Linked DNA regions of Mus musculus: all the other regions are linked to region 1. A link is a contact called in public HiCAR-type, HiChIP or PLAC-seq and promoter capture Hi-C data. All regions are on one chromosome and are shown on one strand. Each heading gives the region's core, a stretch centred on a gene start, on an enhancer-like site or on the middle of the called end of the contact. The rest is flanking DNA. Distances are from core to core; before and after follow the strand shown.

Evidence for each region. Promoter capture Hi-C pulls out the DNA fragments that hold promoters and counts their contacts. HiCAR-type assays count read pairs that join an accessible place to other places. HiChIP or PLAC-seq counts read pairs in DNA pulled down with a chosen protein or histone mark.
Region 2: a HiCAR-type map of astrocytes shows a contact between it and region 1, with 2.2 times the contacts expected there. The contact joins the promoter of Chd1l here to the promoter of Acp6 in region 1. A contact is called at or near these places in 7 of 39 promoter capture datasets (the 3T3-L1 cell line, cranial neural crest, erythroid cells and 4 more), 1 of 484 Hi-C or Micro-C datasets (embryonic stem cells), 3 of 115 datasets of contacts at active chromatin or transcription factors (astrocytes, embryonic forebrain and embryonic stem cells) and 1 of 9 other capture datasets (adipose tissue).
Region 3: a contact with region 1 is called in an H3K27ac HiChIP or PLAC-seq map of embryonic stem cells, with 2.7 times the contacts expected there. The contact joins the enhancer-like site here to the promoter of Acp6 in region 1. A contact is called at or near these places in 5 of 39 promoter capture datasets (cranial neural crest, hippocampal neurons, liver and 1 more) and 3 of 115 datasets of contacts at active chromatin or transcription factors (embryonic stem cells and forebrain).
Region 4: a promoter capture Hi-C map of hippocampal neurons shows a contact between it and region 1, with 2.0 times the contacts expected there. The contact joins the enhancer-like site here to the promoter of Acp6 in region 1. A contact is called at or near these places in 5 of 39 promoter capture datasets (the 3T3-L1 cell line, cranial neural crest, embryonic stem cells and 1 more) and 2 of 115 datasets of contacts at active chromatin or transcription factors (acute myeloid leukemia and embryonic forebrain).
Region 5: a promoter capture Hi-C map of hippocampal neurons shows a contact between it and region 1, with 2.3 times the contacts expected there. The contact joins the promoter of Cd160 here to the promoter of Acp6 in region 1. A contact is called at or near these places in 5 of 39 promoter capture datasets (the C10 cell line, embryonic stem cells, hippocampal neurons and 2 more), 1 of 484 Hi-C or Micro-C datasets (embryonic stem cells), 7 of 115 datasets of contacts at active chromatin or transcription factors (the SCID.adh cell line, T-cell acute lymphoblastic leukemia, embryonic stem cells and 3 more) and 1 of 9 other capture datasets (embryonic stem cells).
Region 6: a contact with region 1 is called in an H3K4me3 HiChIP or PLAC-seq map of bone marrow-derived macrophages, with 2.3 times the contacts expected there. The contact joins the enhancer-like site here to the promoter of Acp6 in region 1. A contact is called at or near these places in 5 of 39 promoter capture datasets (the HPC-7 cell line, cranial neural crest, hippocampal neurons and 2 more), 5 of 115 datasets of contacts at active chromatin or transcription factors (bone marrow-derived macrophages, embryonic forebrain, embryonic limb bud and 2 more) and 3 of 9 other capture datasets (adipose tissue, embryonic stem cells and liver).

Annotation. Positions count from the first base shown.
Region 1 is chr3:97,156,847-97,161,358 of GRCm38.p6, forward strand. It overlaps Acp6 (acid phosphatase 6, lysophosphatidic), which reads left to right and starts at 1,931. Exons shown (of 10, transcript NM_019800.4): 1 at 1,931-2,519. The coding sequence starts at 2,322. n-TEctc12 (a tRNA gene) reads left to right here and starts at 1,239; the gene lies at 1,239-1,310.
Region 2 is chr3:97,608,198-97,612,709 of GRCm38.p6, forward strand. It overlaps Chd1l (chromodomain helicase DNA binding protein 1-like), which reads right to left and starts at 1,993. Exons shown (of 23, transcript NM_026539.2): 1 at 1,866-1,993. The coding sequence starts at 1,974. It also overlaps a transcript of Fmo5 not described here.
Region 3 is chr3:97,552,926-97,557,437 of GRCm38.p6, forward strand. The region is part of intron 2 of Gm40102 (a long non-coding RNA gene); the gene reads left to right. Among named protein-coding and RNA genes, the nearest start is that of Gm40102, 8.9 kb to the left of the region's middle. Within about 2 kb of position 2,701, at least 3 of the 459 cell types and tissues checked have an H3K27ac peak or open chromatin away from gene starts, as enhancers often do. A contact at or near this core is called in embryonic stem cells, where this site is marked.
Region 4 is chr3:97,519,672-97,524,183 of GRCm38.p6, forward strand. No RefSeq gene overlaps it. Among named protein-coding and RNA genes, the nearest start is that of Gm40102, 24 kb to the right of the region's middle. Within about 2 kb of position 2,445, at least 35 of the 459 cell types and tissues checked have an H3K27ac peak or open chromatin away from gene starts, as enhancers often do. A contact at or near this core is called in hippocampal neurons, where this site is marked.
Region 5 is chr3:96,812,315-96,816,826 of GRCm38.p6, forward strand. It overlaps Cd160 (CD160 antigen), which reads right to left and starts at 2,207. Exons shown (of 5, transcript NM_018767.3): 1 at 2,156-2,207.
Region 6 is chr3:96,887,402-96,891,913 of GRCm38.p6, forward strand. It overlaps Gpr89 (G protein-coupled receptor 89), which reads right to left. Exons shown (of 14, transcript NM_026229.4): 6 at 3,402-3,522; 7 at 2,508-2,588. Among named protein-coding and RNA genes, the nearest start is that of Gpr89, 16 kb to the right of the region's middle. Within about 2 kb of position 2,075, at least 13 of the 459 cell types and tissues checked have an H3K27ac peak or open chromatin away from gene starts, as enhancers often do. A contact at or near this core is called in bone marrow-derived macrophages and macrophages, where this site is marked.

The DNA of each region.
Region 1 (4,512 bases), core at 681-3,180:
TTTCCCTCACCTGTCTGAGGGCCACCCTCCCCAGCTGGAGGAGTTCCAAGGCACTACTCAGGTTCCAATGTCGTATTTCCCAGGGCCCCTGAAGGTCTCGGTTTGTCTTGTGTTTTATTTTGGATCTTAAGTGTTTACCCAAAAACTCATGTACTGAAGGTTCAGTCTCAAATGCAGCAGTGTCCACAGTGGGTCTCTTGTGGGGAGGCAGTGACTCTATCACAAAGTTTCTCTCTCACCTACGACCTTGACTGGCTCTTAAAGAGGTAAGACCTAGTTGAAGGAGTGGGTCTGAGCTAGGATAGGGCAAGGAAAACTATTGGGACACAAGAAGACAAGGGGGTCCCCACTCTCACTAGTCATCAAGCAAGGATTCCTTTACTGAAGGCCATTCTCCCCTTGTGGCTGTAAATCCACAATCTGAGACTCTCACTAGAAACCGCAGGGGCTCCTGGTTTTACCTTAGCAGACTCTAATCTAGATGAGGTTCCCTGAAGTTGTCCTCTAGTTGCACCAGAAACCAGAAGGGGTCAGGGTGAAGTGTAGCAACCCTTCCAGATGTGAAGGAGGTGGGGTGGGGTGTGCTTCTCTCTCTCTCTCTCTCTCTCTCTCTTTTTCCCCAGACATGGCTTCTCTGTGTAGCCTTGGATATCCTGGAACTCAACTGTAGAGCAGGTTAGCCTTGAACTCACAAAGATATGCCTGCCTCTGCTTCCTGAATGCTGAAATTAAAGGCCTGCACCACCACGCAGGGCCAAGATGTATCTTGAGAGTCACTAAAAGAATGTATCTGGTAACTGCTAAGACATTTTGCTGTGAATCTCTTATGGGAAGCCCAGACCCATCCACAGGTGTCTTGTTCTCTCACTAAGCATCTCTCTGTCATAGCTCTTTTGCCTAAAATCGGTTACAAATGGCTTCTAATAAACTGAGACTATTCTGTGAGAAGCCCATAGCCATGTAAGGTGTGTTATGTTCTTTTTTTTTTTTCTTTTTTTTTTTTTTTTCCTGTTGCTTTTCTTTCCATTCCAAACAGACTTCAAGTCTATTTTTTACTGGTTTGCTTTGAAATTCATTTCGAAGTTGAAGCCCACGATACTGTTCCGCAGTTAAAAGATTAGGAGAATGCCTTCAGATGTTGACAACACTACCGCCATTCCTCCAGGCCTCTCCTGACACTCTTTGGTGGCTCCAATCCAGGTCTACTATCTTCCCTCTCAAGCCTCTGTCTCCTAACTTCCCTGGTGGTCTAGTGGTTAGGATTCGGCGCTCTCACCGCCGCGGCCCGGGTTCGATTCCCGGTCAGGGAAATACTGTTTTTTCTCTCACAATTTTCTAAAAAAAGTACTTAATAATCACTCGAGAAAAAACAAAAAACAAAAACAAAACAAAAAAACCGCTGGCTCTAATGCTTTGCGCATGCCCCGAGAGTGCTCTACCGCTGAACTACATCCCTAGCTCAATTTTCTTAAACAAAATGGGGAAAGGGAATTTCACAAATAGGAAGCACTCAGCTGATAGATGTTTCAGGTCTTGACTTTAGTAATCTTGCTTTGGGGACTTCAGGGAATTCTTCCACATTCAAACTACTCCCCTTGCCCACCAATCCTAACACTGCCTCCCCTTACCCTCATTTCCTCCCTACTCACCCCAGGCAAAGCCTCAAGGGAAAAAAAAAAAAAAACAGACGAAATCCCTTAATTACCCGGGGCTTCTTGGCAGCCTTAAATTGAAGACTGGCGGGACTGGGAGTGGAACGTGGGAGGCGTGGGGGGGGGGGGCGGGACCTTAAGCATGGCGGGGGGCCGACGGAACTGCCCTCCCTGGGGACCTCGGCCGCGCATAGCATTGTGGAAGTTGTAGTTTTTACGGGTCTGAGTTTCCAGATCGGACGAAGTCTCAGGACTCACTTTCCCGTGCTCCTGTGCGCAGACTTAATTGGAGCAGGTCCGTGGGAGGTCAGGAGATTGCGTGGGGAGCTTGGTTATAAAATGTGGACCCGAATCCCGGGTGTCCGAGGAACTTCTGCTTTTGCGGCCTCCCCTTCACACGGTTTGAAGTGCAAGTTTCAGGTCCAAGTAACTGCCCTGACTGAGCCTGCATGCAGTAGGGGCGGCCGGCAGACGCTAGGCTTAAACTACTAGACAATCTTTCTGCTCCCACCCCTTTCTCTCCACCTCCGGCCTGACTGTCGCTGGGTCGCCCCGCTAGAGTCGCTTGTTCTGAGAGCTTGGATGCACTTGCCCTCCAGTTCCCGCGAACTTCTGAGTAGCTGCTGAGCCGCGTTGCCTGCGGAGCCCTCAGCTTCCACAGCCTCCATCATGCGCGTGTGGGTCCCCGTGGGTGTCCTGACCTCGCTGGCTTACTGCTTCCACCAGCGGCGGGTGGCCCTGGCCGAGCAGCGGGCTCCTAATGGCCAGCGTCCGGTGGACCGCAACCTACTGGAGCTGAAAATGGTGCAGGTGGTGTTTCGACACGGGGCACGGAGTCCGCTCAAGCCTCTCCCGCTGGAGGAGCAGGTGAGAGGCGGCCCACAGAGGGGTTCTTGGGGACACACTTTAGCGTCCCCCGTCGGGGCTCGGGCTGGGTCCAGACCAGAGGGAAACAACAGTAGACTGGCCCTCAGGCTGTGGCCTGGAGTCATCATCCCATGCTCATCCCAAACCACCGGTGTGGTGTGTAAGCCTTCCTGGCTAGGGCAGCCCCTGCCCCCCAAACTTTCAGTTGCTTGGTGTAGTGAAACTTTTCAAAGATGCATAAGAATGTCCCAGGCGGGGGTTCTTATTTAAATGCAGATTCTGATTCTGCGGATGTGGAGTTGGGTCACGTTTCGTAGTTCTGTGGTTGAACTTGAGTTCAAGGACCTTGTAAGTGCCTGGTTGTTAATAACAGAGATCATTGTACCAGGAGATACCTTTAGTGCTTCCGCAGTACAGAGCAAGCTGGCACCTTTGGAACCAGATCTTAATACAGATTTTTCTTGTGGGCTTGCCAGAGACCATTTGAGATCTTGTGAAGTCTTATTGCGGACAAGGACTGTATCTTGGGGTTCTTTAAGGTCAGGTTTAGAAATCTGGAAAGGATTTGTGGTAAGAAGGAGGGAAAGTTAATTAACTAATTTTGTGGCTATAAGTCAGGATAATTATGATTAAAGCACAAATAATTAGCTTTTTGTTTAAAAAATAACCCCTAACAGTATACAAGAAAAGGGCACCAGAAGTCCCTAACACCCCGGGTTGAATTTACCCATGGAGTCTGTATTTGTTCAGTTGCAAATACTCTTAATGGTCATTTCTGTTTTCCTGAAGGGCTGTGAGTTATAGTTTCAACCCAAGATCTGGTCTTTAAAGAGGGTTACACATGAAAAAGCCAAGCAACCAGGGCAGCTCTCACATAAATAAATATCTTTTAGCAGGTGTTTGTTTACCAGGTCTCCAGTTAGCCTGTTCCTATGGCTGTACTACTTTCTGTCTGGCACTGCAACCCACTCTACGCCTTTAACATTAGATCTCTCAGGTTGTCTTATCATTTTGTCTACACATGCCCACCTCTTTGCACCCCTCCTCTCTCTCTATTCTTATTAAAGAGTGTTAGAGAGATATATTTATGTTTTAGACAAAGTTAGCAGTAATAGCAGAGAATAAAAGTTTGTCTGGATCTAGACCCAGTGTATATAGACAGTGCAAATACCTATCAATACCAGCCTGTACTGGTGGATTCCAGTATAGAACTGGTGGATTCCAGTATAGAACTGGTGGATTCCAGTATAGAACTGGTGGATTCCAGTATAGGACTGGCTTCACTGACAAATTATCCCCATTCTTTGTTGAGGGGACTGGGAAGAAAACCAACCCCACTCAGTTCATTACTGGGAAGATATTCATTACATTACTCCTGCCTCTTTGAATTGGAAAAAAAAAAAAAAAAAAAAGGTTTAAATCCTTCCAGGGAGTGTGTGTGTACGTGTGTGAACCAGTTGGTGTGTGATGGGAATCTTACACCTTTATGGTGGAAGCTCCCAATAATCCCAGCTTCGTTAGCTTTTCTTCCTGTAGCTCCAAACTGTGGAGAATGTAGTTCCATGGCCTTGCTTTGTAGAATGAGCAGGACCGTTGCTTTAACGTCCCACTCATACACGGCAGACTGTAGGCTGCTACTTTAAATTTAAAAAAGACTTAGGGGTGTGTGGGTGTGTAGGCCAGAGAAGCTGGAAGAGGCCGTTGGCTCTCCTGGGACTGGAGTTACAGGTGGTTCTGCTCCTCGTGGCGGTGCTTTGGCTGCTGTCCCCAGAGCAAGCACGCTTAGCTGCGAGTTCTCTCGCCAGCCCTAGGCAGAAAGCACGTCTGGTTTTCTTGGATAAAGTTCTGTGAATAAAAGCCTGGGATGGAGCCAGCTCTGGTTGTGAGGAAATGCCATCAGCCTCCTGTGACTGACTCTAATATAATAGGATATATGAATATATGTTATATATCATGTGTGTGTGTATATATATATGTATATATATATATATGT
Region 2 (4,512 bases), core at 743-3,242, 450 kb after region 1:
GAAGACATGAGAAGCCCTCTTTTGAGTTGTTAGGATTGTAAACTAAAATTTCTTTTTCTGTAGGCATAAATTATTTCATGAGCACATACAGGGAAGAAAGGCCAGAAGGTTTTCAATGGATTGCCATCTCTGAATACTGCATTTATTCTAGTAAACAGAAAGGGCAACTGAACTGTGCTGTCGGGGCTGTCCAGGAGATCCCCAAAATAGACAGTCCATTTCTATTGACCTAGGGTGCATGCCCAGAGGTGGAAGGACTTGAGAAACAGGAATCAGAGAACCCTGAGCTGTAATGCTGCCTTCTACTAACACTTGTCCTTATACCCACAAATAAGCGCAGTCCTCTCCCCTCATCAAGGAAACTTTCCTTTGACAGAGATGGAGAGCAATAGAGAGGACCACAACCAATTAGAATGCAGAGTGTAGAACTCAGTCCCAATGGATAGATCCACACCTAAGGTATTGTGGAAGAGGGGACAGAAAGCAAGGTCAAAAACTTTGTTGTCAAATTGTGTCTCCAAGTAACACCAGACGCTTTGTTTACACTGTCACCAACATGACTGCCCACACATGCAGATAGTACCAGTGAGCATGCCAAAATGAACAGAGAGGAGCCATTGAGGCCTCAATCCTACACAAAGAACTACAGGCAACTAAGAAAAGCTAAGAGCAATAAAAGGGGTCTTCTCTAGGGAGGAGCACACCAACTGGCTGTCCAGTGCCAACCAGTCAGCCCTGAAACGTACATACAAGTGACACTAAACACACTGAACTAGTATATCTAGGAGTATTTATGTACATAGGTATAAGCATAGGATAACGATTAAGTGGGGGGAGGGAACATGGATTTGAAGGAGAGAATGGGAGGGTTTATGAGAGTGTAAAGAAGTAAAGAGGAGGTGTAACTATAATCTCAAAAATAAAAATTTTAAAGTTGAATATAAATGGAAAATATTAATATGAACTGCTTGTCTTTCACTTCGCCCTCATCGTCATCTGCCCCTCCTCTAAGCTAACGGAACTTTTTTTTTTTTTTTAAAGAACGAGTCTCTCTATTACATAGCCCTGGCTATCATGGAACTAGCTGTGTAGAGCAGGCTGACCTTGAACTCAGAGATCCACCTGCCACTGCCTTCCAAGCGCTGGGTTAAAGGGTGCGCCACCGCCTGGCAGAAAGGCACATTTTGTTGCCTTTCCAAACCCTCACCTTTTGGTGGTACTTGGCACGTGTAAGTCAAGCGCTTCCTTATGCTTTCAAAAGCACGTATCCGCTAGTAAAGAAACTGGGTCCTAGGGCCGCTATTTATTTTGTTTATCTGCTCCCCATACCCCACAGTACTCTCTCGACAGCAACAAATAACGACCACGAGGTGACAACTGGTGAGTCATTATGACTTTCCGTTACACCAGCACTACATTCCCAGCAGACACATAAGGAAAGGAGTCTTGGGATGTGGAATAGAGAGAACGCCGCAGGATGAGGATGCTCCAGGTCCACTGGGGTCTGCAGGCCGGCGGTCTCTAAATCTGGAACCTACAAACTGAGGTCTACACATCTGGAGCCTACACACCTGGGGTCCACACATGTGGGATCCCCTCACTTGGGACTCGTAATGGCAAGTGGGCTTAATACGAAAGCACAAGAGGCACAGGACAGGACAAACTTTGCTGGGCAGCGCAACTTTGAGAGTTCATTAGGGAGCCGCAACAAGTGAGTGCGCATGCCCAGTCGGCAGGGAAACGCAGACTGGGAGGAGCGAGAGCGGCCGGGAAGCTGCTGGCTCCCCCGCTGTCCCCGCGTAGGCCAGCGCTGCCGCGCGCCTTCCCGGCTCCCGCCCGCCCCCGGGCGTCCCCGGCCCGCTCACCAGTCAAGCCCCACTGCTGTAAGTCCGGTTCCTGCACCCGCGTCCGAAGCGGCTCCGGCCCGTGTTCGGCCGGCAGCGCCTGCAGGAAGCGCGGCAAGCCGCTCGCCATCCCGAGAGGCCCCGCGCCTTCGCTCCCGCGCGTGCGGAGTACAACGCACCGCCGCCAGAGGGCGCAGCTCGCGCGCCTTCCCACGCTTCCTTAGCACGCAGGTGCGGAAGACTCTGGTCTAAGTGTGCGTCTGCGACTAGGACCTAGAGGCTGCCTTTGCTAAAAGCTCTGACTCCTAACTTGGGTTGCTTGGGTAGCTAACAGCAAGCTCAAAACTTGGCAAGCTCCCCACCCCCCCTTAATTTCTTATCTGTCTTCTTTAAACTTTGGGTCCGATTCCTGAGCAGCTTTCCATGTTTTCAGTTACGATGCACATGCCTAAAAACTAGTACTACAAGGTAGATACGTCTTATATTATCTAACCTTTTTCTTCATGTATGACTAAAAACACCAAAATAAGATTAACTTTATCTCTTAAAATGTGTAGTGACAAGATACATTCAAAGAAAAGACCCTGGTGGTACATTCCTGTAATCTCAGCATTGGGGAGGCTGAGGCAGGAGAATTTGTGAGTTCAGTCTAGCCTGGGCTGCAAAGCAGGAAGGTGTCAATAAATAATAAAGATCAAAGCTCAGTTAGCAGAATGCTTGCCTCGAATGTACCAAGCCCTCGGGTGGGGCATGAGGGTGAGCACCTGTAATCCTAGCCCTAGGGAGCTGTCGGCAGGAGGACCGGAGCTCACGGTCAGCCTCAGCTACACAAGTTTGAAACCAGCCTAAGGTGCAGTAAACCTTTTCTTAAAAATAAAGTGCGAGAGAACTTCCCCCCCCCCCATCCCCTCAAGATTCCAAGAGTAGCCATTCAAACAGAACATCTATGTGTGATAAAAACAAAAACAAATAACAAATAACTAATGGCCACGTTGTCCTAAGAAGGACCAAGGCTGGCCCCACTATGCAGAAGTAGTCCTCTAATGACTAAGGGACTTTACCCATCCCGTTATACAGACTTCTCCAGGAACACACAGAACCAGAACTGAGGTACAACCAGATCAAGAGGGGAGATGTCAGATACACCAAGGTCATCGCACCCCTCTGTGATCAATTATCCCGTTATACAGACTTCTCCAGGAACACACAGAACCAGACCTGAGGTACAACCAGATCAAGAGTGGAGGTGTCAGATACACCAAGGTCATCGCACCCCTCTGTGATCAATTACGTTGAGGTTAAAGATTAACTCAAAAAAAAAAAAAAAAAAACAGTTCTCAGTGGGTACTTGAAGTTTCTTGTTTATAATATGAACTACTAGTGGGCTCTTACAAGAACATAGTGTGTTATCTGTCCCTTACCAGTGGAACTGAACAAACTTGCCCCCGTTTTCCAATAGAGCTGTATTGAATACAGTCCTTTTTTCACTAGTCGTTTTTCCATTTGATTGGGGGGGGAGGGGCAAATGGCTGGACCTGGTTTGTTGAGAGTCCCCCCAAATCAAAACTCTGGCAGCACTTCTGACCGTACTCTTGAGTCCCCAAGTCACTAGAAATGCTTACCAAGGGTTGGTTTTGAGTATCAGCTGTTATTTAACCAACACTGCCATCGTGTGCCTCGTGTGCCAGATTTCCCCTGTACTGGGGAAATAGAATTCAGTTAACAGTCCAGGCAGACAGTGCTAAAGCTGTAGCTGGAGGCACTCCGGTTCTCCTGAAGTGCTTTCCACTCACTTATAACCGCTTTCTTCCCCTCCATCTAGGAATAAAATTAAAATTGGAAAGAAAGTGATTGATGCCGACCAAAGCCATGGGCGTTGCATAGTGGGGCTGGACTGACCCTGTAGGCTAGCTTGTCGGTGGCAAGGCTTCCTCAAACTCCTGAGAGGAAGGTGTGACTTTCAAGGGCTTCTCTGGAGTGATTTTGCATCTGGTCTCTCTGTCTCACTTCCTTCTCCCCAGGTTCTAATCTGCTAAAGCAATGCAGTCAACCACTCGCCACTTATTCAAAAGCATTCCTATTTTCTTCTTACTTAAAGTAATCCAGAGAGAGATAAGAATCTAGCTTTAAAGGAAGCAGACTGCTGATACATTGAATCTGACACTTAAAACACAGCTAAGAAGAAAAAAAAAAATAAGTAGCTGGGAAATTCCAGGTCTGTGCATGAGGTAACATGAAAGTTTTACTCTGGCTCTTACATGAAATGAATCTATAGAGGGCAGGGTGGAAGCAGAGAGACAGTTCAGAGGCCATCACAAAAGCATGGGCAGGAGGTGGTGTGTGGTCAGCGTGATGCAGGGTAGCTATGAGGAGTAGATACACTGAACAGGTCAAGCCAGTAGGAATCACCTAGAGAGAAATGGAGTGGAGGAGGCTCGCTTTTGGAATTCAGCCTGCATACATGGTAGAAAACGTCACATGAAGGAAAGAAGACAGGATGAGGGATTCAGAGACTATCATGAATCCCCAGGTGTCCTGGAAGTGCATGAAGACAGAGTATCCCCATTCAGTATTGGTGGGAACACCAATTAGCACAATCATGAAAATGGCGAGTTGCTCATACATCTAGGACTAGAACAGTAATATGACGGAGCAGTTCCCCTACTGC
Region 3 (4,512 bases), core at 1,451-3,950, 400 kb after region 1:
CTCTTCCTCTCCCTCTCCCTCCCCCTCTCCCTCACACTCCCCCTCCCCTCCTCTCTCTCTGTCTCTCTGTCTCTCTGTCTCTCTCTCTCTCTCTCTCTCTCTCTGTCTCTCTCTCTCTGTGTCTCTCTCTCTCTGTCTCTGTCTGTGTGTGTGTGTGTGTGTGTGTGTGTGTGCACTAAGGGTTGAATTTAGGTCCTTATGCTTGCGTGGCAAGTTTTAGCTTGCAATTTCCTTATGGCTAAGGCTGTTGAATACTTTAAAAATAATTACTGGCTGTTTGTAGTTCTTGAGAACTGTTTTTTCAGTCCATTGATTCGTTTCCTAATGGGCAGTTTTGGATTTTTTGGTGTTTAGTTTTTGCTGTTCTTTAGTTGTTCTAGATATTAACCCCATATTAGGCATACTGGGGAAAGCTGTCTTTCCCACCCTGCAGGCTGTTTGCTCTGCTGGCAGGTCCTCTTGCTGTGCAGAAACATTTGAACACCACGTGATCCCAGTCTTGTGCTACTGGAGTTCTCCTCAAAGTTCTTGCCCTTATCTCTATCTTGAAGTATTCCTCATGTTTTCCTTTAGCTATTTAGGCGTTTACCGTTTTAAATCACGTTCTTTGGTTCGCACTGAACTGATTTTGCTAAAGGTAAGAGAGATGAATCTAAGCTGATTTTTCCGCCTGTGGAAATTCAGACTTGCAAGCACCGTTTATTTAATAGGTTATCTTATTTCAAGCACATTTTGGCAACTTTGTCAAAAATTAGGTGGCCACAGCCATGTGGGTTTATTTCTGGGTATTTATTTTCTCTATTATGTGTATATTTACCAAGGTATACATTCTATTCCATTAATATACTATCTTTGTCACTATGGCTCTGTAAATTGTGTTTGGTTTTGGAGACATGGTCTTACCGTGCAGCCCTGGTTGGCCTGGAACTTGTTATGTAGACCAAGTTGGCCTCAAACTCAGAAATTGTCTGCCTCTGCCTCTGCCTCCCAAGCACCACAACAACCTGCGAAGTACAATTTGACATCAGGTATTATGAGCCTTCTGGCACTGTGCTTTCTACTCCTAAAATTCCTATGGCTGTACTTCCATTTGAACTTTAGAATTGTTTTCTCTGACTTTGTGAAGAATGTCACTAGATTTTTGATAGGGATTACATTAAATCTATAGATTTGATAAATCTATAATGTAATAGATTTTGATAGTAGAGTCATGTTCATAATATTAAGTCTGCCACTCCAGGAAGTTTTTGACATAGTCTAGTGTCTTATCAATTTTTTTCCAGTGTGTTCATATTTTCATTTTAGGGGTCTTCCACCTCCCTGGTTAGGTATATTCCTTGATATTTTTGAAGCTATTGTGAATGGGATATTTGCCCTGATTTCTCAGCAAATGCGTGTGTAGCCAAATTAGTATATATACATAAAAATAATGTTGATTTTTACGTCCTAAAACGTCACCGAAAGAGGTCTAATATCCTTCTGTTGGAATCTGTGAAGTCTTTTAAGTATAGAATTATGTCATTTGCAAATAGGAATATTTTTACTTCTTTTCCATTTTTTAAAATCTGTTTTATCTATTTCTCTTGTTTTATTGCTTTGGCCAGAGTTTGAACATATTTTGTATAAGAATCGAAGGAATGGGTACCTTTGTCTCATTCTAGACTTTTAGAAAAAAATAAATGATGTTTTCTTTAGTATAACATTGGCTATGCCCATTGTATATAGCCTTTATTAGGTTGTGGTGTGCTCCATCAATTTCAACTTTCTTCGATGACTTATTCACGAAGACTCTTCTGAACTTTATCAAATGCATTTTCTGCGTCCATCAAGATGATCATAAGAGTTTTGTCTGTAGGTCTATTAGCATGCTGTTACATTTACTACCTTGCATATATTGAGTCAGTGTGGCATTGCTGGGATGAAACAAAGCTGCTCATGATGTATGATCTCGATGTGTTCTTGAGCTCAGTTTTCAAGCATTCTGTTAGCATTTATTTCAGGCGTTCATCAGATTGGTCTGTAGGGTTGTTGTTGTTGTTGTTGTTGTTGTTGTTGTTATGCTGTGATACCTGGTTTTGATGTCAGGGCAATGCTGACTTTATAGAATGAATATGGAAGTGCTCATTCTTGTTTCTGTTTTGTAGACCATTTCAAGAAGTGTTTTATATTTTCCTAAAATTCAGGAAGTAATCTCTTCACCCGTGGGACAGGCTATGCACAGACAGCCTGGTCTCCAGTTGAGCTGAGGTCTTGAACCCTGGTGGGACCCAATGGGTGGTAATTTCCACCTACATGGGATGGAAGGCATTCCGTCATGTCTCCTGGACCCCTGGCTCCTGTTGAAGTTACCACTCCCACAGGCCCCACAGGAGAGGCAGGTGGCTTTCAGTCATATAGGAACAGCACCAAGCCTTCCCACATGCAAATTTGAGGTTTCCCCCAAACTCTCAGTCCTAGCCAATGTAAGATACCTGCTGTCGAACCCTGAATCACCCCCAGAACTGTATATAAATCCATCCAGGAAATTAAAAGTACTCGAGAACTATTCCTTTGTCTGAGTCTTTTGTTCTAAGAGCTGTATGTAAACTTGGAAAGAGATCTTCTCTCCCGAAGAGCCACTGAGCTTCCCGCCACACTCCTCACTGGATAGTCGGCTCAGTTCAGAGCTGCTGGGAGTTACCAAGAGACCTGGAAGGCGTGGCAGAGACTTTGTCTTCCTGCCTGCACTCCCTTCCTTTTGCTGGAACCCTTGCACCTGGCCTGGACAGAGATATTCGTGGAAAACCACTGGTATCCAGGCCCACATTCACCCCTGAGTTCTTTTTCTGGGGAGATTTTTAACTACTACTCCAATCACATTGCTAGTTAGGAGTCTGTCTCAATTTTCTGGCTTTAGCTCTGGATGGTGTGGTGGTTTGAACATGAATGTCCCACCCAGGCCTTGATGTTTAAATGCCTGGATCCCCCTGGTGCTGCTGTTTGGCTAGATTCAGGTGTAGACTTGCTGGAGGAAGAATGGCACTGGGGATAGGCTTTGAAGTTTTAACAGCTCTGCGCCATTCAGTTTGCTCTTGACTTACTGTTTGCAGTCTGAAACATGAGCTCTCAGCTCCCTGTTTCCTGTTGCCCCGATTCCCAACCACAGTAGAGTCTTACCTTTCTGGTACTGTAAACGCAAATAATTTCTTTCTTCCATAAGTTGTTTTTGGTCATGGTCTTTGCTATGGCAATAGAAAACATACTCAAACCATTGGTCATGTGTTTAAATTTTTATGTTCCTAGGTTTTTCTAGCTCTTAGTTTGTAACCATATTCCCTTTTCTTTCTCCTTCCTTTCTTTCTCCCCAACCCCTTCTCTCATATACAGTGTATGTTGTACAGAGTTGTTCTACAAGACAAACAGCTGCCATCATGTGGGCTTCAGCTGTGCTAACTTGCAAAGGATTATCCCCACTGGGCTTGGTGACTGTTGATTCCCCTCATAGAAGGGCAGGGGTGGTCACCAGAACCTCAAATGAGTGTCTAGCTGCCCCCTTCTACCTGTTGTACATAACTCTGCTCTAATTACATGTCGCTAGAGTATACAGGCTGAGGATGACTGGGGAGAAGGGCTCCATCTATGTGGCTATGGAGAAGCCAATATTCCTCCTAGATTAAGACTGCCTGGTGTGGCATGGTGGGCACCCACAGTAAGTAACCCCTCACTGTGCTCTGTAAGCCCAATAAACTCATTGGCTTCTTAGTGTAATTGTACCTGTTTGTCATTGGAACCTTAGGAGGAAGGTGAGACATTGTTTGCATCACCCCAGGAAGACATCTCAGTAAAATATGTGAGGGGTATAAAGATATGGATGACCATGCACACACAAAGGACACAGCAAATACTGGGTAGCTTCCCCTATTGCTCCCTACTTTACTGGCTTGAGACAGGGTTTCTCAATGATCCTATGGTTAATGGTTTAAGCTAGACTGGCTGACCAATGAGCTCTCTGGACCTGCTTGTCTCTACAGCCCAATGGTGTTACCAGCATACATCTGGGTGCCATTCTACATGGGCGGTGAGGATCTGAGCAAGTTCTCCCACTTACAGAACAAACACCCACTGAGTCCCGGAGGCAGCCTCCGAGCGCCCTTTCACTTCTAAATGTAATCATTTGGATCTTCTCTCTTTTGGTTAGTTTAGCTCAGGTTGTCACTCATTTATCTTTGATCGATTCTATGCATTTATTTCCTGTTTCATTCATTTCTGCCGTAATCTTTACTACAGCCTGAGGTGTATCACTAGGTTATTTGACATCTCTCTGATCATCCTATAGCTACAAACTTCTCTCTTGGGACTGACTTGGTTGCATCTGGTAGACTGTGTTTCCTTTGATTTTAGGAGTTTTTAAAATTCTCTCTTGACTTCCTTTCATTCAAAAGCATACTGTTCAGTCTCCAAGTATTTGTGCATTTCCCAAGTTTAGTATCGACGATGATGCTCTGGGATTTAGAGTTTTGAGTCTACCTGTGT
Region 4 (4,512 bases), core at 1,195-3,694, 360 kb after region 1:
ACTGCAAGCTCTAAAATTAAAAAACAAACAAACAAACAAACAAAACAAAAAACAACAAAAAAAATCTCAGCAATCAAGATGTGTTGGCAAACTTAGAGATCATCTTAAATCATAATTGTTGCTTGTAATTATATAATCTACTATTTATTAAGTACCTACTATACATAGGGAAGATTAAATGATTTGCACATATTAATTTGAGTGATCTTCACAATAACACTTGGAGGAATGTTGATCCTGATGGAATCAACATTCAAAATCCACCTGATCGGCTTTTCTAGTTCCTGGGAACAAACATTACATTCACGAAGAGAAATGAACACAGCGCCCAAGTTTTCGATGAGTAAGCTTCACTCCACACCACTGCACCGAGAAGCTCGCACATCCACTTCTGGAAAACCTACGGGCTGTCTGCAATTTTGCCTCGCCATTCTGTGGGGGTTGTTCTGGGAACCACCACTCACAAGGACAGTTATATAACCACATCCTCAGAAGAGAGACGGGGCATCGGAACACACTGAAAGGCATTTTTCTGAAGAATGTATAAGACTACAGAGGATATTGAGGCCCAGGTAACAGAAAGGCTGCTCTGAATGCCCGAGGGGCTGTGAGATGGGCATGCGCAGACGAGGTGGCTTTAAGGTGAGCCTCTGCGGGGACTGTGTGGCTATGGGAGCTGCTCACAACTCATCGGGTGTCATCATAGAGAAGCATTTCCCAACACAAATTTGGTTCACCTGTGAGGGGGCTAAACGTGAGGCCACAGGAATTCCCTATGAAGAGAATCAGTCCCGCTTGCTGTGGAAGTTTCAGAGGAAATTCCTTCCTGCATGCAGGGGAGTATCCCGGGACTTCTCCAATCCCTTTTTGTAAACTTTAAAAATTTTTCTGTGTCAAAAAATTGTGTATTAAGGAACTAGTATATAAGATACATTACATTCATGCTTTCACTGACAAAAATAAAACATAGTACTTGTTTTCAAATGACTAATAGATATTTTTAAGTTAAAACAATAAATATGGGGGCTGGAGAGGAAGCTCAGCATAAGAATAGCGTTGGGGGAGCTACAGCGTACTTGCTGTTCCTGTAGAGGACCTGGGTTTCATTCTCAGCCATCGCATCGGGAAGTTCACAGCTCCTGTACCCTCTGCTCCAGAACATCCGATGCCCTCTTCTGGCCTCTGAGCATCAGGCATGCACTTGGCACACGTGAATACATTCTCAAAATAGAAAAATAAAGAAATCCTTTTAAAAAGTACAGCAGTGAATTGTTCAAAGTTCCTAGCTATATAAGCCGACGTTAAGTTAGCTAGTGCTCTTGTATCTTAACTTGATGAGGAAATGGAAGTTGAAGGGATGAGATGAACACTGAGCCAGATATTGCTTGGGATAGAACCGGGATACTGTTGGGGGTGACATTGGAATTGTATAAGTGGTATTTAATTCAGCAGATGTGGTCATGACCAGATCCTGTCCCTGACCTATCAACTCTGAGTGGAGAGGTGGTGAGGGCCATAGACCAGGGAAATTGCAAACGCAAGCAAGTAACACTCCACAAACTTTCCCAACACAAGATCCCCGTGGCCTGGACTATACCTTGGAGAGAATTCTTCCTTTGAGTTGGGCTTGTTTGAATGGGCGGAAAACAAAGCAGGCAGCCAGGGCCACCTCTCTTCACTTCCCACCACCCAAACCTCAGCCTAGACCTCTCAGCTATAATGGACAGCAAGGAGAATAGAAACCCGTGCTCTGGCCTGATGGGTGAGCTTGCCCTCTGCTGCCAACCTCATGTCTCCTCACCAGGAGCACTGGACTTTGCCCGCCTATGGGGAGACAGAAAGGAATGTAGCTGGAGCTGCCCGCAGAAGGAATCGAAAGGAAAGAGCAGGAAACACATTCGTGTATGCTGAGGCTGTCCTTCAAGAGTGTAACCTGCTGGTAAAGATTTGGCCAACTTCAATCTAGATCCTTCCTCAGGCAAAGGCTGTTTTGTGACCTGACATCATCCTGAAAGACAGTGAGGGGAGTTCTGAAAGAGAGGCCAAAAAGGCCTCTGGCTTCCTCTGGAGGAGAGCATCTTTGTACAGTATTCTGAGGTGAATACAGCTTGTCTTCTAGTTACCCCACAGGTTCACGTGCAAGCATCACCTGCAAGCATCTTGAAGAAATATGCTAGCCATGTTGTAGCTTAAGATAGAGCACTCGTCAGATTCTGAGAAAATGACTTTTAAAAAAAAATGTCAAGATGAGATTTGACTGAGATAAACTATGCAACAGGCACTTCTGCCCCTGTCAATAAAACCCTGGTTTAGGGATTCTCAGTAGAGCCATGAACACATTTTGCTTTCCAGGACGCTTCTGCTGCACACAGATGCACTCCTGTTCATGCTGTGGCGACTGGTTTAAGGGACTCGTACTGTGAGCGTGGCTGGCAGCCATCGCAGGTATGTCCGTTCCACAGGTGTGTTGACTCTACACAAAGCAGATTTCACCTGTGCCAAGCCCGGGGTGATTCCTCCGTCTGCCCTGCTGCCACTCCCAGGATGCCGAGGGATTCTGAGTAAACACAAATCCCTGCTCCCAGGATCCATGCAGATGCATCTTCTCTCCTAGGTTAAAACGGCATTGCTGCTTGGCCACTTCCCTTAATCTCCCTGAGTTGTTGATAAACAGATTTTCTATTCCAGTGCTTCCACATCCCCTAAGGCTCCACCACTGCCCCCCCCCCCCACCTCAGCTCAGTTCTTTCTCCAAGACCACTTCATTCTTAGCAGATGGCCATCCTAGTACAATACTGCTCCCCCTTTCCTTTAAATGGATGCTCCCCTGACTTCACTCCAGAGAGACTTGGTCACCATGGCAACCGCTGCCAGCTTTGGTTCATTTCCTCAGAAACCCCAACTGGCAGAGCTGGTTGAATCAAGGAAGTTTTGCAGAAAAATTCTGGGAGCTTTTGATACACGGGGCTGAAATCTTGGAGGCAGTTCCAAATTTAAATCACCAGAAAGAAACGGATCCCCAAGCTCAAAGGATGAGCAAGGAAGGGTCTGGGAACAGCAATCTGTTGTCCTGGTAGCTGTTGGTCAGTTGTGATAGGGTCTATGAAAACAGAAAGCCAGTCAGGAGACCCCGCTATCAAAGGCGTTGTCATGCTTTGTTTCTATGCCTTGAATATGCATTGAGGGTGGGACCCTTAAAGGAAGAAACTAAGTATCTAACACAGCTTCTACCTTCCCTGTAATGTCAGAGCCAACGTTCACTGTTGTAGGTACAGAGTCGCAGCTCAGGCCTGTTAGCAGACATTGTTGCTGTCCTCTTTGGACCAGACACTGTGCTCTGTTGTAGGAAAGGAAAGGAAGGGATACAACACAGGCTGGCCCCTCGTGGGAGATGCTAGCACACTAGCAGAAGATAATAGACTTTCAGAATAGACCATAGTCAGCTATTCTGAAGGCCTTATATCACAGAGCTTTCTACATTAGCAAGACAGCAAGGGGACTCCACAGATTTGGAGAAGCCTGACCAACAGAGAAGCACTGATCAATCCTCTACAGCACCACTGAGCAACCAGATATTCACCCTATTTTGAATCAGTCCACAGAGAGGACCATAAACTCCCCTCGGAGGTACTCATCCTTTATGTGTGTGAGCGTTCGAAAATTCTCTTCTCCTCAGCCTCTTTTAGCTTCCTTGGCCCCTGAGAAAAAACTCTCTCAGCCACATTTGAGGTTAATAATCTGGGCTCTCACAACAACCAATGAATGAAATGTGGTGTGTGGTGTACCCATTTGTTTTACACCAACTTGACACAAGCTAGACCTGTTTGGGAAAAGGGACTCTTAACTGAGAAAATGCCTCCATAGGATTGGCCTACAGGCAAATCTTTTGGGTGTAGCTACACCCAATCTTCTTGATGTAGGAAGGACCAGCCCACTGTGGGTAGTACCAACTGTAGGCTGGTGTTGCATAAGAAAGCAGACTGAGCAAGCCATGAGGAACAAGTCAGTAAGTAGTGTTTGTCCATGATGTCTGTATCAGCCCCTACCCTGAGTGCCTTACCCTGGTGACATGTTACCCGAAGTGTAAGATGAAATAAACCCTTTCCTTCCCAAGTTGTTTTGAGTCATGGGTTTATCACAGCAATAGAAACCCTAAGGCCCTCATAAGAACAACTTGCAACCCATAGAAGGAAAATGGGTAATCCACGCCAGGACAGACTGCAGAATACCAGCAGAACAATGGTTTCATTTTGCCTTGGGGACTTAGGAAAGAAACACTTGGCAAAGCTTCATAGAAGAGAAAAAGAAACGGTCCTGTGTGCTCAAAGTTTATTTTTAGGTGATATTCTCAATTACGTCCTCCTCTTGGGAAAATTAAAAATAGCAAATATTTCTATTGCAAGAGAAACATTTACTCACAGCCGTTAAAGACTGCCCTAAGCAGTCGCGTTCCCGTCTTTCACTGTGCATGCTGAATGAAAAAGGAGGGTCGCAAAGACACCGCTGTCAGTG
Region 5 (4,512 bases), core at 957-3,456, 340 kb before region 1:
ACCTGCCTTGTTAATTACTAGTTGTCCAATGTTGGAAAAGTTTCTTAATCTCTATGAAAACAAGTTTATTGATGGATAAAATGATGGTAGGGGGTTAATATGGCAGCTTAGATAGTGTGCGCTTGGCGTAGCACAGCTGCTCAATAAAATGCTAGTCGTTATCATTATTCTGGCTGCACAGCTGGCTGCAGTTCACATCCACACCCATGGTTGTATTTAGTTCTTATAAAACTCTGAGCATCATTAATCACGTGTTCTGTGCAGACCTCTCGGAGAAGTCGCGTGACTCGCTTAAAGTTGCAGAGAGTGGGTGGAGAAGCCAGACTCCTAACCGTTTGGAGGAACCCTTTGGTTCCTCTTACAGCCACCTCTCTTCTCTCAGACACTAAAGAACAGAATTGAGGATGCAGGTTACAGAGGGTTAGAAAGGGAGAAATTCAGGCCCGGGGGACTACTGGGATAAGGACTCTCTTGGCAGAAATCACCTTGATGCCAGGAGCAAGCACCTTATGTGTAGCAGACGGGCAGTGCCCGGAGTTCTATCCGCTAGAGGGCGCTGTCTCTTTAGAAGCTAGGGTTGAGTGCCGGCGCCCGCGGTGTCTTACCAGGGTCTGTGACTCCAGTTTGAGAGCACCCACCACTGTCCTAAGCCTTCTTGCTGGCTTAACCATGGTCAGTATGAACACCAGGCTAACGTGTGGTGCGTGTGTGTATAGGCAAAACATTCATAACATATGAAATTAAAAAAAAAAAAAAAGAGCCTAAAATCACTAAAGCAAAAGGTATAGGATAAGCAAGGAAACAAATTCTATAAAGACAGAGTTACAGAATATACAAGAGAAGAATATCTATCTTTAGGATCTAGTGTCCATCCTATATCTATCAGAATTTCTCCTTTTAAATTTCAATATTTTATTTTGCGGGTAGGGCTGTTTTGCCTGCATGCATGTCTGTGATCACTTGTGTGCCTGGTGCCTGTGGAGACCAGAAGAGGGCATCGGATCCCCTGGAACTGGAGTTCTAGAGGTTTTGAGCCTCCACGTGGGTGTTCTCTGCAGGAACAACCCCTGTCTAGTTTAATGAAGTGGCGACAGCTATGACAGCTGCCGGCAGCTTTGACGATAACCCATGCTTTCTACCAGTGGCAGAGTCTACCGTGGAAGCAATTGGCCGCTCCCTAGTCGAGACTGACACAGGCGGAGATGCGTTTTATCCCCAGATTCACAAATCCCATTTGCGAGCTGAACTTGCAGAGGGTCACACATCCCCTTGGTTAACAACCACCTCTGATTCACAGGCAGAAGGTGTGTTCCCCCCCCCCTCCCCCAAGGAAGTGGCCGGGACTGAACTTAGGGAGAATTGTCCATTTCTTATAAACCCAGGAATGAATTGGCTGGCTTCCTCTGCCCAAATCATGCCGTGGCTAAAGGCTGCCCTTGCTCTGTCGTCTCCAGTGTGTGACCTCTGGGACATGAACACCCTTCAGAGACGCTCCATGAAGGTAGTTCACAGCCCAGGCTGGGCCTGAGGGCTTTAGCGCAGGCTTGGCAACCTTTGGTTGCTTTCTTGCAGTGATCTTTATCTCCTTGATATTTATGAAAAGGGATGACTCTCACCTACTGTCTTCTCACGAACACAGAACTAAAGAGAGCAGCCTGTAGGACTCAGCACAGCATGTGTGAGCTAAGCTGCCCAGGCTTAACTCTAAAGTGCTCTCTGAGACTTTGAGACTTCCCTCTTAGGAATGTGGTGTGGCCCTCTGCCATTTAAGGCGTGTCTGAACCAGCCAAGGACCTGAAGCCCATGAGAAGGATGAGCATACCAACCATCTGACATGAGTAGTCTCTCTCTGTCTGTCTCTATGCCCCCCCTTCTAGATCTCCCCCCCCCCAGCCCCCACCATCCAGGGGTTTCTCTGCTGTGTAGCCCTGGCTGTCCTGGAACTCCCTCTGTAGAGCAGGCTAGCCTCAAACTCCACTTGCCTCTGCTTCCTGAGTGCTGGGATTAAAGGCGTGTGCCACCAGCTTCTGCCTTAGTTTTGCCTTTGAGAAGCAAGCTTCTCACTGGCTTAACTGAGAGCTTGCCCTGTGTGAACAGTTCTGCTAAGCATTCCATCTCTCCTCCCAGAGCCCAGGTTCCCAGCAGGCCTCTTTACCTCAGGACAGATGTTCTTCCTTGCTCTCAAGCTGGGGGCTCACGCTGAGTGTGTTCTGGGTTCCCACACGGGGCCTTTTGCTCTTGTTAAAAACCCTATCTCCCCACTTCCGTCACAGCTCGGCCTTTCACCATTGATCTTTGAAAAACCACAGAATGGGTTTTTAGCAGCGAGGGGGTCTTCCTGTCTTTCTTTCCCCCGCCCCTGTAGTTTTTACTCTCTCCTGTTGCTCCATCACACCCCCTGACTTCTCTCTCTCTTTTGAAATGCACTAAGGTTCAAAGAAGACTGAGAAAAAATGACTCCTTAAAATAGATTTCTTTACCTTTGGAAATGAAGGCGTGAGAAGGAGGACACTGGTAACAGAATGACCAGAAGACATGCTCTCGGGGATAAAGGTGCTGCATCTTTTCCGTGAATACCTTTTGATTTGAAGTAGGGCTTTGTTAAGTTAATTCATCCCAAAAAGGCTTTTATCTTTTAGTCTTAAGATGTCAGTCTGAAACTATGGTGGGCAAGGAATGGCTATTTGGGGGGCACTAAAAATAGACCAGACCTGTAGCCCTAGGACTGGAGGAAGATCAGAAGTTTAAGGCCAGTCTAGGCTAGAGACTCTGCCTCACAACAACAACAATAACAACAACAACAAGACATCATAGTTGGCCTGGTGTTAGATTCATTCCTATGGCTAATCAGCCCACACTCGCCTGAAGTCTCACAGCCACCAAGAGCATGTCTCTGAGAGCTGGTTGTAGCCTTTACCCAGAGGATGCGATGTTCAGAGCACAACCCATCTGTTATAATGTTGATTCTGGGCTCCCTGCTGCTACAGGGAGACAGTCACCTTACAGAAGACCCTATCTGTGAGTCAGCAAACACACTCCCTGACATCATGCTAACGCACCCACTCACCTGTATAATGGGTACACTTCAATTAGAGTAGCCCTCCCCCACACGTCTTCCACAACCTGGGAGTTACACATCCCTTCCCTGGAATTTCCTTCTCTAGCCCGACCACAGGCTCATGCTATGGAATCTTCCTCCACTGAGACTCATAGAAAAAGAGACTCACTCTGCCTCCCCGGCCTGAGCTTCCATTAGAGGCCTGCCAGGCTCTCTGTCTATCCGTGATGCTGAGGACTAAACTCTCCTCACACCCCAGACTATGCTGGTCTTTGCCTGTTTGTATGTCCAAGGCATTAAAAACTCACCGAATCAACTTCTTAACCAAAAGGACAGTCTGCCTCACTGTGCCCCGTGACACATACACGCGGCCCTGCTCAGCCATCGCAGCTTCAAAGCTTTGGGTGGACAAAGCAGTTGCTGCTCTTCTGTTTGCAGCAGCTCCTACTGTACTGGGTCTGCCAGAAATGAGACGCTGTTTCTTCAGTTGACTATCAGACCATTGAGAGAATGGAGTCAAAGAAGTAGAAATGTCCCCAAGAGTCTTCTGCCGGGAGAAGGAAAAGTCTGCGGCCTGAGGTGGGGATTTGTCCCTCAGCAAGATTCTCTAAAAACCCGTGAGGTCTCTTGATGGGATGAGAGCAAAGCCCAGACAAAGATGGACAGAACCACACCCTGATGGGGACTGCTCAGCTGTGCATATCTTTGGCCTTCTATTTAGATTATATTTCTAAAGGTTTATTTATTTTGTGTATATGTATAGTTTTTGTTCTTGTGTTTGTGCTTGTGTCTGGTGCCCACTGCAGGCCAGAAGAAAGCATAAAGATTCCCTGAAACTGGAGTTATATATCTTCAGGAGTTACCTGGGGATTCTATAAGAAAGCAAGTGCTTTTTAACCATGGAGCTTCAGTCTCTGAGCCCTCCTTAAAACCTAGTGAGTTCCAGGACAGCCAGGGCTATACAGAGAAACCCTGTCTCGAAAAACCAAAACCAAACCAACCAAACAAACAAAAATACCTAGCTCTCACTTCAGGACCCCAAAGATGGACTTGAAAGGCTTACTTGATCTCTTTGTCCTTCATCCCAATGTGGCCACATTGAATAAAACTGTATTTTTTTAAATTTAACTATTAATTTGGCTGTTTTAACTGGCTTCTTGAGGGTGCAGCTGTGACCCTAAGTTTGGTAACACTATTGTTATGATACTTGCAGTTTCCTTCCTTCCTTCCCTCCTCCCCCTCTTCCCCCCCCCCCCAATTTTAAAAACAGGATCTCAGTGTGCAGCCTTGGCTGGCCTTGAACTCACAGAGACCCACCCGCCTCACCCTCCTGAGAACTGAGATTAATGGCGTGCACCATCACTGACTCCTTATCCTGTCATATCTTTGCTTCAATCCCTCCAGTGGTGCATTGCTCGCGACCCCAAAAACTACTCATCCGTTTTTCTTTTTTT
Region 6 (4,512 bases), core at 825-3,324, 270 kb before region 1:
GAGGGCTGGTTCTTAAATTTCACTCAGAATGCATTGTCCCCATCTGGATCAGTTTAAAGGACCGCTTAACTGCACCTGACTGGAGGTAGAAGTTAAGCCTTTTCCTCCCAGGTTCCGTGTATATTCCACCCTGCCCATCCTGTCCACAACAGATACTGTTCTTGCAGGCCACTGTGCTGAAATCTAAAATGGGTTCTGGTCACCACTCCTCCCAGCTATGGACACTTGCCAAAAGGTTATTCTACCCTGTGCTAACTGGGAGGGCTCCGTGTGTGAGCTGTTTGTATGTCCCGTTAGCCCCACTAGAAGAGGCCGTGCTGATCAAGTCCAGCTGGGAGACCAATTCCTCTGAGAGCCTAGCTAGTCAAGTGACTCGCAGAGGGACCCAACCACCCTTGATTCTGACAGACAAGAACTGGTGGGTGATGTGCCTGAGTCAGAGCCAATTCCTAACCATAGCTAGTATAAGATGGGCAAGAGGGTCCATCTACAACAGCCTCAGGTCTGATTCTACCTCAAATGTCAGGTGTGTCTTTTCATTTATAGAAGAAATATCACAAAAGCAAGAACAACCTTGGGGACAAAAATAATATAATTCTCTCTCTCTCTCTCTCTCTCACACACACACACACACACGTGTATGTGTGTGTGTATCACTATTGAATATTTTTATTTTTTTTTTAAATATTTATTTATTTATTTATTTATTTATTTATTTATTTAATGTATGTGAGCACACTGTAGCTGTCTTCAGACACACCAGAAGAGGGCATCAGATCCCATTACAGATGGTTGTGAGCCACCATGTGGTTGCTGGGAATTGAACTCAGGACCTCTGGAAGAGCAGTCAGTGCTCTTAACCACTGAGCCATCTCTCCAGCCCCCAGTCTTTTTATTTTTTAAAAACCTTACATTTCTATAGAAAGTACAGAATATAAGTAACATATTTGCAAGCAAAATAAATGTACAGCCACATGTCCACCTTTCACATTTAGTACAGACATGTAAATAACTGTTCAGCCACATGTTCACCTTTCACACTTAGTACAGACACGTACAAACTGAGACAAATACTGCTCAGTAACTTGGAGCCTTCATTGTTATTCTGTGTCTATGATGTCTCTTCCATTAAGGCTGCTCTGACTTGATTATGGAGCAAACTATACAAGCGTGTTGGAGGAGAAAATATGAAATGTGAAACCACTCAAGTCAAAACTACTACCACTCATATGTGGATAATAACTTTGATGAAGACAGCAGACAATAAGCTTCATGAACATGTGTTATAATATTGAGCAGAGACTATTTCATAAAGTTAAAGGCAAATGGGCTTATGGAAACTAAGTTATTATCACAGATTATTGATAATGTCAGTACTTGTCTTTGCTAGGTATCACTCGCTGTTCTTAGCGGCTGCACGGGTCTCAATGCATTAACAGTTCCCTTTTGTCATGTGACAGGCTCCTTCCATGTAGCCAGGTCACTAACATGTACCATGTACCCTAGGCAGGCTCTGAACTCCTGATCCCCCTGCCCGTGCCTCACAAGTACAAGCTTACAGCCATGTGCCAACCCACGTGGCTTATTTCATTTTTTTACACATAAGGAAACAGAGGCACAAAGACACAATGCCTAGTTCAAGGATGCATTGTAGGGTGTAGACAAAGATTCTAATACAAATAATGTGATGTCAGATGGCTTTGTAGGCTTACTGTGACACAGATTCTATAAAAATGCCACTTTGAAAATATAGATTAAAAATACCTTTTGGATGACTTTTACATTGCACTTTTTTTTTTGACTGAAACATTTCATTGTAGAAGAGTCTCAAGGAGTTTATGAAATTCAGGAGATTTAAGACTCAAAGAAGTCCCTCCTATATACAGTTTACAGAAGTGCTGAGCAACTGTTGGAGGAAGGAGAGAGGGAGGGAGACGGGGAGGGAGGGAGGGAGGGAGAGAGAGAGAGAGCATCCATCTCCATGGATGTTCTTCAGTACAGAGCTGCCTCAAAGCTGCAGGGTTGGGGCTCCAGTACTAGAGCCTGCAAGAGGTGTCACCCACACTGTGGGCTTTCAGTGATGTAACTGCCCGGGTCACTCACATGATCCTATGAGTAATCTCACGAAAGTCACAGGATCACCAAGCTGAACTTGGATGGAATCCTCTCTTTGCTCTGTCACTGCCCTGTCTATCTGGGTAGAGAGGAAAACACCGTCTAGAAGACTTAAAGGAGCTTAGGTAGCTGGAGAAAAAGAAGTTGGAACAGTCTTAGAGTAAAGGATGATAGCCTTGTCCTCTGCACAGTGACGTTAAATATGTACATAACCTCCAAATAGTAAACATTATTCCAACAATTTAAAGAGAAGTGCTGAAATTCAGAGGGTAGAACTTAAGAATTTTCTTCCTCTGAGGTGAGAGTAGAGCTTCGTGGTTCAGTACCCTACATACAACAAGTAAGAAAGCGTCCCACCAGCTCTTTACAGGGACACAGGGTGCCAGCCTCACCTTTTCTTTTTGCTTATGATCATGTCCATGGTCTGCAGCAGTCGCCGTTCCAGGGCAAGAATATCTGTGTCAGTCACGTTCCTGCAATGAGCAAGAAATGAGTGATGTCTGGGATCCCATGCTTGGGCATCATAAACTCCGTAGAGCTATTTTTCTGTTGTCCTAGTGCGGCAGTGGGTGCCCTGTGCTCAGCCTTCCTTAGCTTTGACCTAGACACATTTGAAATAAATGCTTATTGGCTAGATCATATATTCAATCTGTGGGTCGTGACCCTCAGGCAATTGTCTATCTCCAAATATGTTTACACTACTATTTAAAACAATGGCAAAGTTACAGTTATGAAGTAGCAATGAAAATAATTTAATGGTTGAAGCTCCTCACCACAAGATGAGGAGCTGTCAGGAAAGTGGAGAACCACTGGGCTAGAGAGAAGGCTTGGGGTTAAGAGTACTGGCCACTGCTGGAGAGGACCTGGCTTCCCAGTACCTGGAAGTGGCTCACAGATGTCTCCAACTCCAGTTCTAGAGCATCTGATGTTTTTGTGGGTACCAGGCATACACACAATGCACATACATACATAGACAAACACTCATAGGCGTAAAAATTAAAAAAGATGCTTAAGTTGGCATGGTCTCCTACTATTTGATGTCAAGGAGGAACTAATTTCCTGTAGTTGGGAGAAGCTCACACTGTTGTCCACTGGAAAGATGTATTTAAAGAGTGTATGCAAAGGGACATAAAATTCGCCACTTAGAAAATAAATGAGCCAGATGTGGTGGCACATGCCTGTAATCCCAGTGTTCAGGGGGTTAAGATAAGAGAATCTAAATTAAAATCAACTAAGGGTACATATTCAGTAACAGTGAAAAAGGAAGGAGATAAAGTATGTGTTACCTGAGGAAGTAGGACATGTATGTGTACGGACAGTTGACAGCACCAAATCCGGAAAGCAGAGCCATGAGCGTCACCCCGATTACGCCTACCCGGCTGATGAGCTGCTCTATGGACAAGATCCCTGAAAACACCGATGCACGTTAATACTGGGCACTACACACAGAGCGGCTTCCATCTGTGTCACGGAAGCAAACACTGCTTACAACATCAACCGGTATCTTATACAAGCCCATTACAACGTTTGTTTTATGTTTATTTGTTATGTGTATGAGCATTCTGCCTACATGTGTGCTGGTACCTGTGGAGGTCAGAAGAGAGCGTGAATTCCCTGGAACTGGAGTTACAGATGGTTGTGAACCATCACACGAGTGCTGGGAACCTGCCTAGGTCCTCTGCAAGAACACCAAGTGCTTTTAACCACCATCTCACCAGCCAACAAGCTTATTTTTAAATATTGGCAGGCTGCTGATCTTTGCCTTTGTTTATTATATGAAATGCTGAAACAGATACTGCTATTTCATTTTAAGTAAATTAATTATGATACATATGCTTTCTTTAAAATTGTTTTTAATACTTGTACTAGCTGGTTTGGTGTGCCAACTTGATATAAGCTGGAGTTATCACAGAGAAAGGAGCCTCTTTTGAGGAAATGCCTCCATGAGATCTAGCTGTAAGGCCTTTTCTCAATTACTGATCAAGTGGGGAGGGCCCACTGTGGACAGTGTCATCCCAGGGCTGGTAGTCTTGGGTTCTATAAGAGAGCAGGCTGAGCAAGCCAGGGGAAGCAAGCCAGTAAAGAACATCCCTCCATGGCCTCTGCATCAGCTCCTGCTCCCTGACGTGCCTGAGTTCCACTCCTAACTTCCTTTGGTGATGAACAGCAGTGTGGAAGTATAAGCCGAATAAACCCTTTCCTCCCCAACTTGCTTCTTAGTCATGGTGTTTTATGCAGGAATACAAGCCCTGACTAAGACAATGCTTTATTAATTTACTTCTTTGCCTGCATGTGTTCATATCACAGCGCACATGTGCTTAGAGGACAACATGTAGGAGACAGTGTTCTCCTTCCACCGTGAGGATCCCAGAGGGGAACTCAGCTCATCAGGCTGGG